Linked DNA regions of Macaca mulatta: region 2 is linked to region 1. A link is a contact called in public Hi-C data. All regions are on one chromosome and are shown on one strand. The core of a region is the stretch at or near the end of the contact, and the rest is flanking DNA. Distances in the headings are between cores, read along the strand shown. Region 1 holds the start of ZC3H8 (zinc finger CCCH-type containing 8). Region 2 holds the start of TTL (tubulin tyrosine ligase).

Region 1 (6,167 bases), core at 2,241-4,740:
CTTATCACAAACAACAGTGTTATGACATACATACTAAAAGCCCATTTTACGGATGAGAAAACAATCACAGAAAGGATATGTAACTTGTCACAGAGCTAATACATGGTGGAGCTGAGATCTGAGCCCCAGCAGGCAGGCAGGGCTCCCAAGTATCTGCCCTACAATCACACTGTTATTCAACACTGCCCATTCTAAATAGATGTCTACTTTCACTATGAAGGTCTACAATACTCAGCACCCATATTAGACCTATGAGCAGATAGGACAGAGTTGACCACCTCTTCTGTGTAAAACATGTTCTTAGCTTCAGGGATAGTGGGCTCTTCTAGTTTCTTCTTTCCTCACAGCTACAACTTGTCAGTCTCCTTTGTTGGTTCCTCATCTTCACGACTTTAAAAGTCAGTTCTCACCTCTTCTCTTTGTCTATATTCTCATTCTAGGCTATCACTTTCCATATCATCACTATGAATATCATCTGTATGTAGTTGATTTCAATATCCAAGTCTCCAGCCCAAACCCCTCCTCTTAAAACCAAACAGAGCTAACTTCCTACTCAACATAACCACCTGAACATCTACTAGACATATGTAATCTTAAAACATCCAACACTGAACTCTTGCTCTTCTCTCTGAAGCCTAATCCTTCTTGCTATCTAAATCGGCAGCGCCATGCCTCTCAAGATCCCCACCAAAACCTTAAAGTCAATCTTGATTCCTCTCTTACATCCCCATCCAATCTCGGAGGAAATCCAGTTTGTTCTATCTTCAACATACCCACATTTGACCACTTCTTGCCACTAATACAACAATCCGAGCTGCTCTGGCACCCCTACATTCTACTCTCAACACAACTAGAATGACCCTGCTAAAATATTTCAAATGTCACTCTGCTGAAAAACCCTCCAATGGTCTGTTGTCTCATTCAGAGTAAAAGCCAAAGTCCTTATTTTGGCACCTACCAGTTACTCCATGATTGGGCTCCCATAACCCTACCCCAATACCTCGCAGACTTCCAAGTCCCTCTTACTCCACCCCAGCTGTCCTTCTGGCCACTCTGCTCCCCTAACGCAATCACACCAAGCTCACTTCCCCTGAGGACCTTTACACAGACTCCTCTCCACTCCTCTAGACTATGAAACCCCCTCACCTCCTTCAGGTCCCTACACAGGTTTTTAAAACTTACCAACGTTATCAGTGAGGCTTTCCTTATCTACCTTCTTAAAATATCTACACCCGCCTGGCCGGGCACGGTGGCTCACGCCTGTAATCCCCCAGCACTTTGGGAGACGGAGGTGGGTGGATCACGAGGTCAGGAGATCGAGACCATCCTGGCTAACACAGTGAAACCACATCTCTACTAATACAAAAAAATTAGTCGGGTGTGGTGGCAGGCGCCTGTGGTCCCGGCTACTCCGGAGGCTGAGGCAGGAGAATGGTGCCAAAGCAAAAGGTGGAGCTTACAGCGAGCTAAGATTGCACCACTGCACTCCAGCCTGGGCGACAGAGCAAGACTCCGTCTCAAAAAATAAATAAATAAATAAAAATAAAAAAATAAAAAAATCTGCCCCCTCCCTACCACCCCAACAGTACTTATTTTCCCCTTAGCCTTCATTCATTTTCTCAGGGTATTTAAATACGATATATTTATGTATTGTTTGTCTCCCCCTCCCCCTAATAACGTAAATTCATTAGTACAGAAATTTTCATCTCTTGTTCATTTACCGCTATATCCCCAAGGCCATAGCAGGTGCTGAATACGATTTTTTGAATGAATGAGAAGTACTCCCATCACAAATTACTAGGAAAAAAACCAGAAACCATATGAGAAAAGACTGATTCATTTGACTGGATAAAACAAAACCACAACATCCCCATTCCTTTATACCTTGAAAAATAATGCCATAGGCATGACAATTGGGAGTAAAGTACTCTCAAATAAGAGATCCTAGAATTTGAAAAAGACCAAAAAGAAGAAAAATGGGCAAATAATATGGACAGCTCACCATACTTCCATACCATCCTTCACCCATCATTTTGGCAAAATTCCAAGTGTCTTTTATGTATTGCAGTCAAGTTTTTGGGAATAGAATTTTCGTCCAATACACTTTCAAACTGATAGCTGCTGTTGGGATTTTTACATGTTGTTATCTTTTTTTTTTTTTGGTGATGAATTCTTATGTATTTTACAACGTATCAATTAGTTCCAGTTATTTTTCTTAGTAAATTATATCATCTGCAAGTAATTAGAGTCTTTGTCTCTTTCCAATATTTATAGGCCTTATTTTATTTTAGTCATTTTGCATGAGAAGCTTGGTGATAAAATCATGGGTCCTGGACATAGTTTTTCCACTTCCACTGTGCAATCTCGGCAGGTTATTTAGCCTCTCCGTGCCTCATTTTCCCATTTGTAAAACAAAGACAGCATCATCTTCAAGTTTGTTTTGAGGATTAAATGATTTCATGTAAAGCACGAGGTAAAGCTCTGGATGATCAGTTAAAATTTGAGATAGAGTGAACAGCTGAGCAATATCGAGAGGTAAAATCAACCATAATTGGAAATATATCTCAGTTGAGGGAAATAAAAGACGTAGGTTTAAGAACAAAGATACTTTTTAGCATTTCAAATTCAAAGAATAAAAAGAATGAACATCTATCTGGGTGTAAGCACTATGCACTGCTCCAAAAATGAAATCTACAAATTAGGGCCATTTGACCAAAAGTCTCCTTTGCTTTTCCAACCTAATGGAAATTTTAAGTCCAAATGATGTCTGTTGCTTTATTGTGGTCTTTAGGGTCTTTCCATGTCAATCGGTGGACTAATGGCAGAGTATTCCCTATTCTTTACCTTTTAATAAACTTGTGATTTCGTCCTTTCTACAGAAAAGAGCCTAGCATGTGTCAGTGAAAAAGGTCCAATCAGTGTCCTCTGGGAGTTTACGGTCTCGTGGAACCAAGCAATAGTAAAGACAGACGCTACCGGACCACAGAAGCGGGCTCCTAACCCGCTGCTGTGCAGAGAAAGGGGCGCATCCCGGAGCCTTCTCGCTTCCACCCCGCTCCCCCGCCCAGGCTCTCGGCAGCCCCGGCCGTGGCGGCCTACGCCTGAGCCCCGTGTTCAGCTTCTGCTCCCACCCGGACCCTGCACGACCTCTATAGGTCAGACGGTGGCGTCCGGCCGGCCCACGTGCTCCCCACGGGCTCTCCCGACGCGGCCCGGACGTGGTTCCGGACGGCCTCCAATCCTGAAGAAACTAAGAGGCGGAGTCCCGCTGAGCCCCTGCATTCAAAGGATGAAAAGATGGGGGATCACCTTTCGTCAGAGTCCGTGGCCGTTTTGCCGAGGGCCGGGTTGGGGGGTTTTGAGAAAAGATTCTCAAAATCCATGACCCAGACAGGTCCTCCCTTTCGCGAGCCGGGAAACTACAGAGTAACAACCCGAGAGAGTGACAACTGGGACGCGACAGGACGGACCCAGAGCCGCACCAGGGCCACAGGCTCCGCCCCGCGCAGCCCCACCCACCCCGCACATGCGCCGAGCCGCCCTCCGCGACTCTGGGCAAGCCCGCTCCTTCCCTGCCACCTTCGCCTCGGCTCTGCGCAGGCGCCGCCGTTGTTGCCCTTCCGTAGGCTTTTTCGTCTATTACCTCAGATAGTAGACTTTAATTTAATTAAATTACTTAATTTATTATTTATTTATTTATCTATTTTGAGACAGAGTCTAGCTCTGTCGTCCGGGCTGGAGCGCAGTGGCATGATCTCGGCTCACTGCAACCTCCGCCTCCCGGGTTCAAGCAAGTCTCCAGCCTCAGCCTCCTGAGTAGCTGGAATTACAGGTGCATGCTACCACGCCCGGCTAATTTTTGTATTTTTAGTAGAGACGGGGTTTCGCCATGTTGGTCATATTTTTAGTAGAGACGGAGTTTCACCATGTTGGCCAGGATGGTCTCGATTTCTTGACCTTGTGATCCGCCCGCCCCGGCCTTCCAAAGTGCTCGGATTACAGGCGTGAGCCACCCCGACCGGCCCCAGCCCAGAATTTTTAAAAGGATTTGTTAGGATTCTGCTTTCACCTTGGTGAAAACTGTTCCATCAAAATCACAGTATTTCTAAGGGATGGTAGTAACAGCTAACATTGATCTGAGCACTCCACTACTATTCCTTAGAAATAGCGTTTCATATGTTAGCTAACTTAATCCTCACAACAGCCCTGTAAAAGATGTTCTATTACCATCCACATTTTTGAAATGAATAAGCAGATATGTAGTCTGGTAATGTAACTTGTAGGGTCTCTACAATTGAATGGGATTAAAATGAATACACAAGTAACCTCAAGACCGAAAAGTCCATTAAAAAGTATCAAATACTAAGAGGATTCAGAAGAGGGAAAAAATTGCATCCAGTTGGGAAGGCTTCTTGAGAAGGGAGTATTTGGGCTGGGTCTTGAGATATTTCCATAGGAAAAGATGAAGTTAAGAGTAAATGGGCATTCCAAGTAGAGAGAATTGTATTAAGGCAGGAAAACAGAGCATGCTGTTGCAGAACGGGGAATTGCTCAGTTTTGCTCAGTGTAATACCATTTAAGGCAATAGTAGAAAGGAAGGCGCAAACCCTAGTTTGGGCCAATGATAGAGAACCTGACTTGCTTCTGTAAGTGAAGGAACTGATTCTTGGCATGAGTCAGGATCCCTCTACCAATTAGTGAAGGGAACTATATGAAGCCAGACATCTTCCCTGGGGAAATTCTACTTTCCCGTGTTGTTTATGTTATAGGCAATCACCTATGGAACATGAATCATTACTAAAAATGGAGAGGAAAAAATGAATTAAGGAAATGAAAACTAGAATTACTCCCTCTTTAGCAGGAAGCACTATTATAGAACTCAAATGGTTACTATACACATTTTTTTATATAAAATGTCCAGCATACAGCAAAAGATAACCAGACACAAATGAAAATTCGATTAGCAGGTAAAAAGCAGCTAAAACATCTGACCTGCAAAGGCATCAGACACTAGCATTTTCAGACAAAGACTATATAAAAGGCTACATATGTTTGTGTTAGATTGATGCCAAAAATGGCCCCAAATTCTCCAACTTTTCCCGTATCCATGTCCTTTGCGGTGTGACTTTGCAGCTCCTCCCACAAAGAGGTAGGATCGGTTTCACCTCCTCTTTAATCTAAGTTGACTTTGCCTCATAGAACAGCTTGTTTTAGCTAGTAGAATGCAGAAGTGGCCTGCCAATACCAAGCCAAGGCCCCAAGGGGCTTTGTATGTGTCTGCTCTCTCTTCTATGCCTGCTTTCTTCAGGACAATAAGTTCAGGCTACCCTGCTGACGATAAGGGAGAGACATGTGGAAGATAAGGCAAATGGAGGAGAGCGAAAACACCCAGTCAACAGCTAGCAAAACCCTAAAAGCAAAGCCTCCTAGGCAGCATACAGCTGAGCACACACATGATGAAGTCCTGCAGAGAACCGAAGACTCTCAGATGATCCCAGTCCAAATTACTAACCCACATTAATTGTGAGCTAAATAAATGGTTCCTGTTTTAAGTCACTAAGTTTTTAAGTAGTTTACTATATGGTAATATCTAACTAATAAAAAAGAAACTATAAAAAATGTCATAGAGGAACTGGGGAGAAGTAACCAAGTAGAACTTCTAGAAATAAAAAATATAATCCTGAAATTTTAAAAAATCAGTGGATGGGGCCGGGCGCAGTGGCTCACACCTGTAATCCCAGCACTTTGGGAGGCCAACGTCAGTGGATCACGAGGTCAAGATACAGAGACCGTCCTGCCAACATGGTGAAACCCCGTCTGTACTAAAAATACAAAAATTAGCTGGGCAGGATGGCGCGCACCTGTAGGCCCAGCTACTTGGGAGTCTGAGGCAGGATAATCGCTTGAACCTGGAAGGCGGAGGTTGCAGTGAGCCGACATCGCGCCACTGCACTCCAGCCTGGCGACAGAGTGAGACTCCGTCTAAAAAAAACCGAAAAAACAAAAAACAAAATCAGTGGATGGTGTGGTCATATTAAAACGTGTTCAAAAATTCCTTAACACTTCTCCCTGCAAAAGGTGGAGACTTAGTCCCCTCTTCTTTAATGTGGATAGGGTTTACTGATTTATTTCTAACAAATACAATGTGGCAAAAGTGATGATGCATG
Region 2 (7,022 bases), core at 2,121-4,620, 180 kb after region 1:
TTCCTTTATTGTACGTTTATTTTCTACTTCCTTGATTTCTTCCCTTATGATTTATTTTCTTCTACTTAGTTTGGGTTTTACTTATTATTGTTTTTCTAGTTTCATGAGATGGAAGCTTAGATAATTGATTTTCAGTCTTTTTTAAAAAACGTATGTGCTTTAGATTGTAAATTTGTATTAAAAACAGCTTTAGCTGTATCCTACCAGTTTTGATATGCCATATCTTTATTGTCATTCAGTTAGAAAATACTTTCTTGACCGGGCTTATGCCTGTAATCCCAGCACTTTGGGAGGCCAAGACGGGTGGATCACGAGGTCAGGAGATCGAGACCACGGTGAAACCCCATCTCTACTAAAAACACAAAAAAATTAGCCGGGCGTGGTGGCAGATGCCTGTAGTCCCAGTTACTTGGGAGGCTGAGGCAGGAGGATGGTGTGAACCTGGGAGGCAGAGCTTGCAGTGAGCCAAGATCGTGCCACTGCACTCCAGCCTGGGTGACAGAGTGAGACTCCGTCTCAAAAAAGAAAAAAAAAAGAAAATACTTTCTTATATTGTTGTGATTTCTTCACTGACTCATGGGTTATTTAGTAGTGTACAATATCACTTAATCTCCATGCAACTTAATTCCACTATTGTCAGAAAAGTGTTTAGAATTATTTCAATCTTTCGAAATTGCTGGAGTTTACTTTATAACCCAGGATACAGCCAGTTTTGGCAAATTCCTTACATTCTTTGTTCCAATATTGCTGCTGACTGTACGTCCTGTCTCCAGAAGAAGAAGGCACAACCAAATTCTGAGGTCTAAGCTAGGAAGTGATACATATCACCTGCTCACATTCTAGTGGCAAGAATATATTCACATGTCCATGGCTTAATGCTAGGAGCTTAATGCTTAATACTAGGGGCTTAATGCTAGGGTGGAGGGAAAGTTGAATTTTCAGAACGGATTATCCCCCTATAAGACAGCAAGATAGTGGCAAGCTATCCCACACAGATAGTGTTCCATCAGATTGGTCTGATTTGGACGACTTTCCTATGTTTTACCAGTCGCCAGTCGCTGTGGCAAAAGTGGTAGAGAGTAATCCTGTTGGACCAAGCCCAGATATTCATTTCTTTTATCAGTAACAGACACTGTTAATCCCACAAAAAGCCACAAAAAAACGGGTTCCAAGGGGGGTCAGGTGCTGCGGCTCATGCCTATAATCCCAGCACTTTGGGAGACCAAGGCGGCCAGATCACTGGAGGTCAGGAGTTTGAGATCAGCCTGGCCAATATGGTGAAACCCTGTCTCTACTAAAAATACAAAAATATAAAAAGTATGGTGGCCTGTGCCAGCTATTCAGGAGGGTGAGGCAGGAGAATCGCTTGAAACCCGGAGGTGGAAGTTGCAGTGAGCCGAGATCGCGCCCTTGCACTCCAGTCCGGACGACACTGCAAGACTCCCTCTCATACAAAAAAAAAAAAAAAAAAAAAAAAAAAAAAAAAAAATTCCAAGGAGGGAAGATGAGTTATCTTACAAAGAAAAGGGAATAAGCTGGGTGTGGTGGCTCGCGCCTGTAATCCCAAGTTTGGGAAGCTGAGGTGGGAGGATGGCTTGAGTTTAGGAGTTCGAGACCAGCCTGGGTAACATGGTGAGACCCTGTCTCAAAAAAAGTGGGGTGGGGAATAAGTAGTACCATAGAGAACCTACAGCTAAAACAAACAAAAATGGTGCTCACTACAAAGAGTGAGAAAAAGGAAAAAGGTGGCTTCTGAATTTGGAAATTCAAAGGTCACTGGTTTTCCTAATGAGATCCACGGTTGTGGAGTGGCAGAGAGAAGCCACCTGTGGCGCAGAAGTCGTCAGTGGGTGGGAGGAACGGATGTAGCATGGTGGGAGTGGACGTCACTTTCAAGGTAATCAGCTGTGACAAGCGGCAAAATACAGCGTCCTGGCTCGAGTTGCCCCAAAAGGTGGCCCCTAGAACAAGAATTTGAGCACAAGTACAGTAGTTTTTTGGGAGGTGATTGGGGTAGTGAGTCAGGGAAAGGAAGCAAGCCAACAGAAGAGGCCTTGATGAGCAAGTTACAGCTGCGGACAACTGAAGCTCCACCCTACAGAGGACCACCGCAACACGCCTAGGACACATGCCTCCCCGCAGGGCATTCTCGACCAACTCTATCCCTCTGGAGGAAATGCAAGCATCCAGAAGCTCCGAGTCTGCCCCATTTCTGCTCTGAGCAAGCTCTCCACAGCCAGCGAATGCCTACAGGTGGAGCCGGTGCGCAAGACGAGCGAGTGAGTGCCTGGCGGCCCTGTGGACTTTGGGCAACTATGAGAGGGAGAAGGTCGCTTTTACAATATGCTCGGGTAGATAAGGTGAGCATCGGGGAACAGGGTGCTCTTTCTCTAAAGGAGAGTAAAAGATGCAAGGCGCAGGGCTGATGCGGGTAGTTTATGAGGGAGTGTAGAAAGCTTGTGGGAACTCTGATATCATTGTCCTCTCTTTGTCCCTCAAATGCAGCAACATGTTCTTCAGAGTGGGCTGTCAGAACCGAAGGGACTTTTAAGAGTCACTTTCCGCCGCTCATAAGGGGAAATCGAGGTCCGGAGAAGGGAAAGCAAGTGGCTGAATGCCGGTAAAAGGCAGGAAGAGAGCGAAGCCCAGGGCTCCAGGGGGCCGGTTCGGGACCTGCTTCCACCAGCGGAGTCTAAGGTCATCCCCTTGGCCGTGCGCCACCCCGGTCTCAGCCGAAGGAAGGAGCACTCGACCCAAACAAAACCGACGCTCCGAGTCTCCGTAGTCGTTAAGCAAAGAGGAAGGGGAAGCGCTTCTTCCCTAGGCCACAGGACCGGGCCTTAGAACTTTTGGGTTTTATCCATAAAAGGTCCTTTGGCAATAGAAGAAAAACCCAGACAGAAATCTGCAAACTGGGATCTTCCGCCGGCCCCGCCCTCCGGCTGCGACCCTGAGCTTGGGAGGAACCGCCCCAGGCCCGGACTCTGGTTCCACTGCACAGTCCGCGCGCTGCAGTAAAGCCGCGCCCACCGCCGCGGGTTCCCAACCCTGCGCCGCCGCCGCCGCCCCGGGGAGGGTACCAAGAAGGCGCGCCGCGGCCCACCGGCCTCTCCAGAGCGCGGCGGGGCCGGGCCGCGCGGAATCACGGGCCAGAGGCGGGGCCGCGCCGGGGTGGGCGGGCGTGCTAGCGGCGCTTTCCACTCCGGCAGACGCGCGGGCGCCCGGGCGCTGCGCCGCCGGCACCGGAGAGGCACGGCAGCCGGGGCGGGCAGCGGCGGCCGGGCCGCGGCGGGCGCCCGGGCGGGATCGGCGCTGAGCCGCCTTCTCGGCCGGCTGGTCCCTGCGGCGGCTGCCCGGCGGCCTGGGCGCGCGGCCCTTCGCCATGTACACCTTCGTGGTGCGCGATGAGAACAGCAGCGTCTACGCCGAAGTCTCCCGGCTGCTCCTCGCCACCGGTCACTGGAAGAGGCTGCGGCGAGACAACCCCAGGTTCAACCTGATGTTGGGAGAGAGGAACCGGCTGCCCTTCGGGAGACTGGGTGAGCCCTTCCCAAATTCCTGCCTGCCCTCCCCGGAGCGGCCCTGCGCGCCTCCCGCGGCCCGTTAGAACCAGCGCTTTTGTTTTTAAAGGTCATAAATCTTCCCCTTGGTTGCTTCTTGGGCATATCAAAAATGGGATTCGGAAAGATCGAAACCTGTCGTTTTTAATGCTTTCTTGTCTCTTAACTCGGATTTAGAGTCGGAGTCGCGGTGCGGCCACTCGGGGCCGCAGCTGCCTCCTGACAATGACCGGCCGCCGGGGCTGGGACCTGACGCGGGAGTATAGCTGCTCCCCCGGGCCGACGCCTCCAAATCGGGCCGGTCCGCCGCGCCGAGAGCGGCGCAGGGCGCGGCTCCGCAGAGCCGGCGGCCGGCGTAGGCTGGAGTCATCTTGCAGCTCTTCCTCACTGAGAATTTCTCCCTGCTTGGCGTGGGCGCAGGGGGCGGGGGAGCTGAAGGTGTTGAAACCCCTGAGGCTTCTGCCACCCGAAGGGGCGGAGGAACGGTCAGAAGATTTAGAAAAGATCCCTGGATTCCAAAAGCAGGAGTTGCAGAAGAGACCCTAGCCCAGGGAAGCGTGTAGGGGTGTCTGATTATAAACCTTTCCTTAGTTTCACCAAATAACATGTTTTCGCAGTTCTGCATTGGATTAAGGTCTTACAGGAGTCTGTGTCTCGCCCTCCCTCTCTTCCCTGTTCTCCCCGAGGGAATTACCTTCATCCACATGGTTGAAGCTGGCTGGGCACCACCATACTCACTTGTAGGAAAACGCAGGAGATAGGAGGGGACTAGCGGCTCCTTTGTAAATGATGTCATCCAGAAGTTGCCCAGATCAGTTCAACTCACATCCCATTGACCTGAGCATAGTCTCATGGCCTCCCTCTCTGCACAGTCATCTGGGAATTGCAGCTTCTCTCTGGGGAGCCATGTTCCTTGCCAGAATTCACCAGAGGTGGGGGCCAATTGTATTCCAAAGACAAGGGAAAAATTGTTACAGAGGAAGAGTCACCTCTACCTTGGAGGACAACCCAGAGAGAGCAGTGTTCTATGTCCAGGAGAGGAAACAGTTTTTAGAAATAGGTGTGGTCAGAATTCGAATGGGTAAAAACTGAATATAGGCCATTTGGAATTGACTGGTCATTGGTGAGCTTCCATAGACAGAGCCTTTGGGGGGCGAGGGGGGCTGTGTAAAACTCAAATCGTTGGAGGAATGAAGAGCTGCAGTGTAAAGTTGTTCGATTATTTTGATAGTACCTGGGACAACTTTTCGTTGGTATACAAGTTTATGATGTAGAATGGTGACTCCATGGAAGGACCCATTTGAACACCCAGGAATCTCAGAATATGGAGACTGTGCCTGGAGACTCCCTTTTGTTAACCGGTGTCAGGAAGACCCTAGCGAAGAGAATACATGATCCTAAAGGAGATGAAGAATTGCTTATAGTTGAGAACAATTATTTCTTCCTTGCATTGTCCACTTCCCTTTCCAGACTTCCTGACATCCCTCTATATTCTTGGCAGTGCTTGGCTGTGAAAGCTTAGGTGGAATCCTAACATTAAAAACAACAAACGTGGCTCCGCCCAGGCAGGGGTAGGAGTGACTGGCATTACCCTGGTGCTTAAGCCTTGGAATGAGAAGCAGAAGCCTACAGAATTTGAATCCTGTACAGATACCACAAATTCAGGAGATGATCAGTAAACGTTTGAGCTGTGTGTTTGTGTGTGTGTGTGTGTGTGTGTTTTGTTTTTTTTTGTGACAGAGTCTCACCCTGTGGCCCAGGCTGGAGTGCAGTGGCATGATCTCGGCTCACTGCAACCTCCCCCTCCTGGGCTCAAGCGATTCTCCTGCCTCAGTCTCCCAAGTAGCTGGGATTACAGGCGCGCACCACCATGCCCAGCTAATTTTTTGTATTTTTGGTAGAGACAGGGTTTCGCCATGTTGGTGAGGCTGGTCTCAAACTCCTGACCTCAGGTGATCCACCCACTCCGTCCTCCCAAAGTGCTGGGATTACCGGCCTGAGCCACTGCGCCTGTCCAACATTTGGTTTTTATGGGAAAGAAAACAGCATCCTACAACGAAATTGGCTATATGCCATCACTGTTAAGGGATATTTACCTTTTGCTTAAAGTGTACTACATGAAAGCCAAGGATAAGATTTATAGAGCCAGGTAAAGGCTCTAGAAGGCAGATGCCCTGTGGATAAGAAGGTAGGCAGTTCAGGTGGGAATCAGGTCTGTCTGCTCAGGGAAACCAGTGAGAGCCAGCTAATGCCTGCCTGAAACTTTTGATTTGACTGTATGCCATTCTCAGATAAATTATTCTTACTTCTGGCATTTTCAACTGAAAAGTCCTTTGGTCTTACTTTGATTTTATTACTGGAAATATGATGCGTTTTATTAAGATTTGAAACAAAACATTTTTTATTTTATTGCATTTTTTTTTTTTGAAATGAAGTCTCACTTTTTTTTTTTTTTTGAAATGAATTCTGACCACACCTATTGCCCAGGCTGGAGTGCAGTGGTGGGATCTCGGCTCACTGCAACCTCTGCCTCCCAGGTTCAAGTGATTCTCATGCCTCAGCCTCCCAAGTAGCTAGAAATACAGGTGTGCTTCACCATGCCCAGCTAGTTTTTGTGGTTTTAGTAGAGACGGGGTTTTGCCATGTTGGCCAAGCTAGTCTTGAACTCCTGATCTCAGGTGATTCACCCGCCTCAGCCTCCCAGACTGCCAGGATTACAGGCATGTGCCTCAGTGCCCGGCTGACAACACTTTTTATTTTTAATAAAAATTTGTTTTTCTTTGTATCCTTTCTGCTCTAATTTTCTAAAAAAGGCCACAGGTAATAAGAGCTGTTGAAAATTAGTTTCCCTGTGGAATGAGGCACAGAAGAAAGCTCTCAGGGCTTCTGATCTTATACACATGGCCTTTCCACTACCTTCCTTCACCTCCTAGAAGCTTGCAGAGATACACTTGCTTGAAACCAGCATCATTCTGGTTCTCCTTCCTTCCTTGGTGTAGAAAACCAGGTTACGGATATGGAAAGCATGACTGTTAAAAAAGTAGCCTTACTGTACAGAGTGACAAGTCTGTATGTGTTAAGCCTGGAGGGGAATGCAATGTGCAGTCAGGGAGAGGTGAAATGAAAAATACCCTCAATACCCTCTACCCTAATAAGAAAATACAAACAAAGGTAGCAGCAGCCTTGGCAAGCCTACGAGGTTGATATTATAATATCCATTGTGGGGAGACCGAAGGTTGCCAGCGGGATATGGAGAGAAAGAGGGTCCCTGGGGACAGAGAAACAAAATTGTTCCATTTTCCATTTTATAACAGCCAGTCCTGAGATGAGAGAGAGAAAAGCTGGGCGTGACACAGCTGTCCTCTCTCCTGCTTGCTGCTGCTGGCACTGTCATTCCCCACCTGTTCTGTGTCCCTTCTGAGCCTCCTCTTTCCTTCCTAGGTCACGAGCCCGGGCTGGTAC

Evidence for each region. A called contact is a pair of places that touch in the nucleus more often than the background predicts.
Region 2: a Hi-C map of fetal cortical plate shows a contact between it and region 1, with 1.9 times the contacts expected there. The contact joins the promoter of TTL here to the promoter of ZC3H8 in region 1. A contact is called at or near these places in 5 of 14 Hi-C or Micro-C datasets (CD4 T cells, blood, fetal cortex germinal zone and 2 more).

What each region holds. Positions count from the first base shown.
Region 1 is chr13:22,388,712-22,394,878 of T2T-MMU8v2.0, forward strand. It overlaps ZC3H8 (zinc finger CCCH-type containing 8), which reads right to left and starts at 3,491. Exons shown (of 10, transcript XR_013402646.1): 1 at 3,310-3,491.
Region 2 is chr13:22,567,081-22,574,102 of T2T-MMU8v2.0, forward strand. TTL (tubulin tyrosine ligase) reads left to right here and starts at 3,371. Exons shown (of 7, transcript NM_001266278.1): 1 at 3,371-3,539; 2 at 7,002-7,022. The coding sequence starts at 3,383.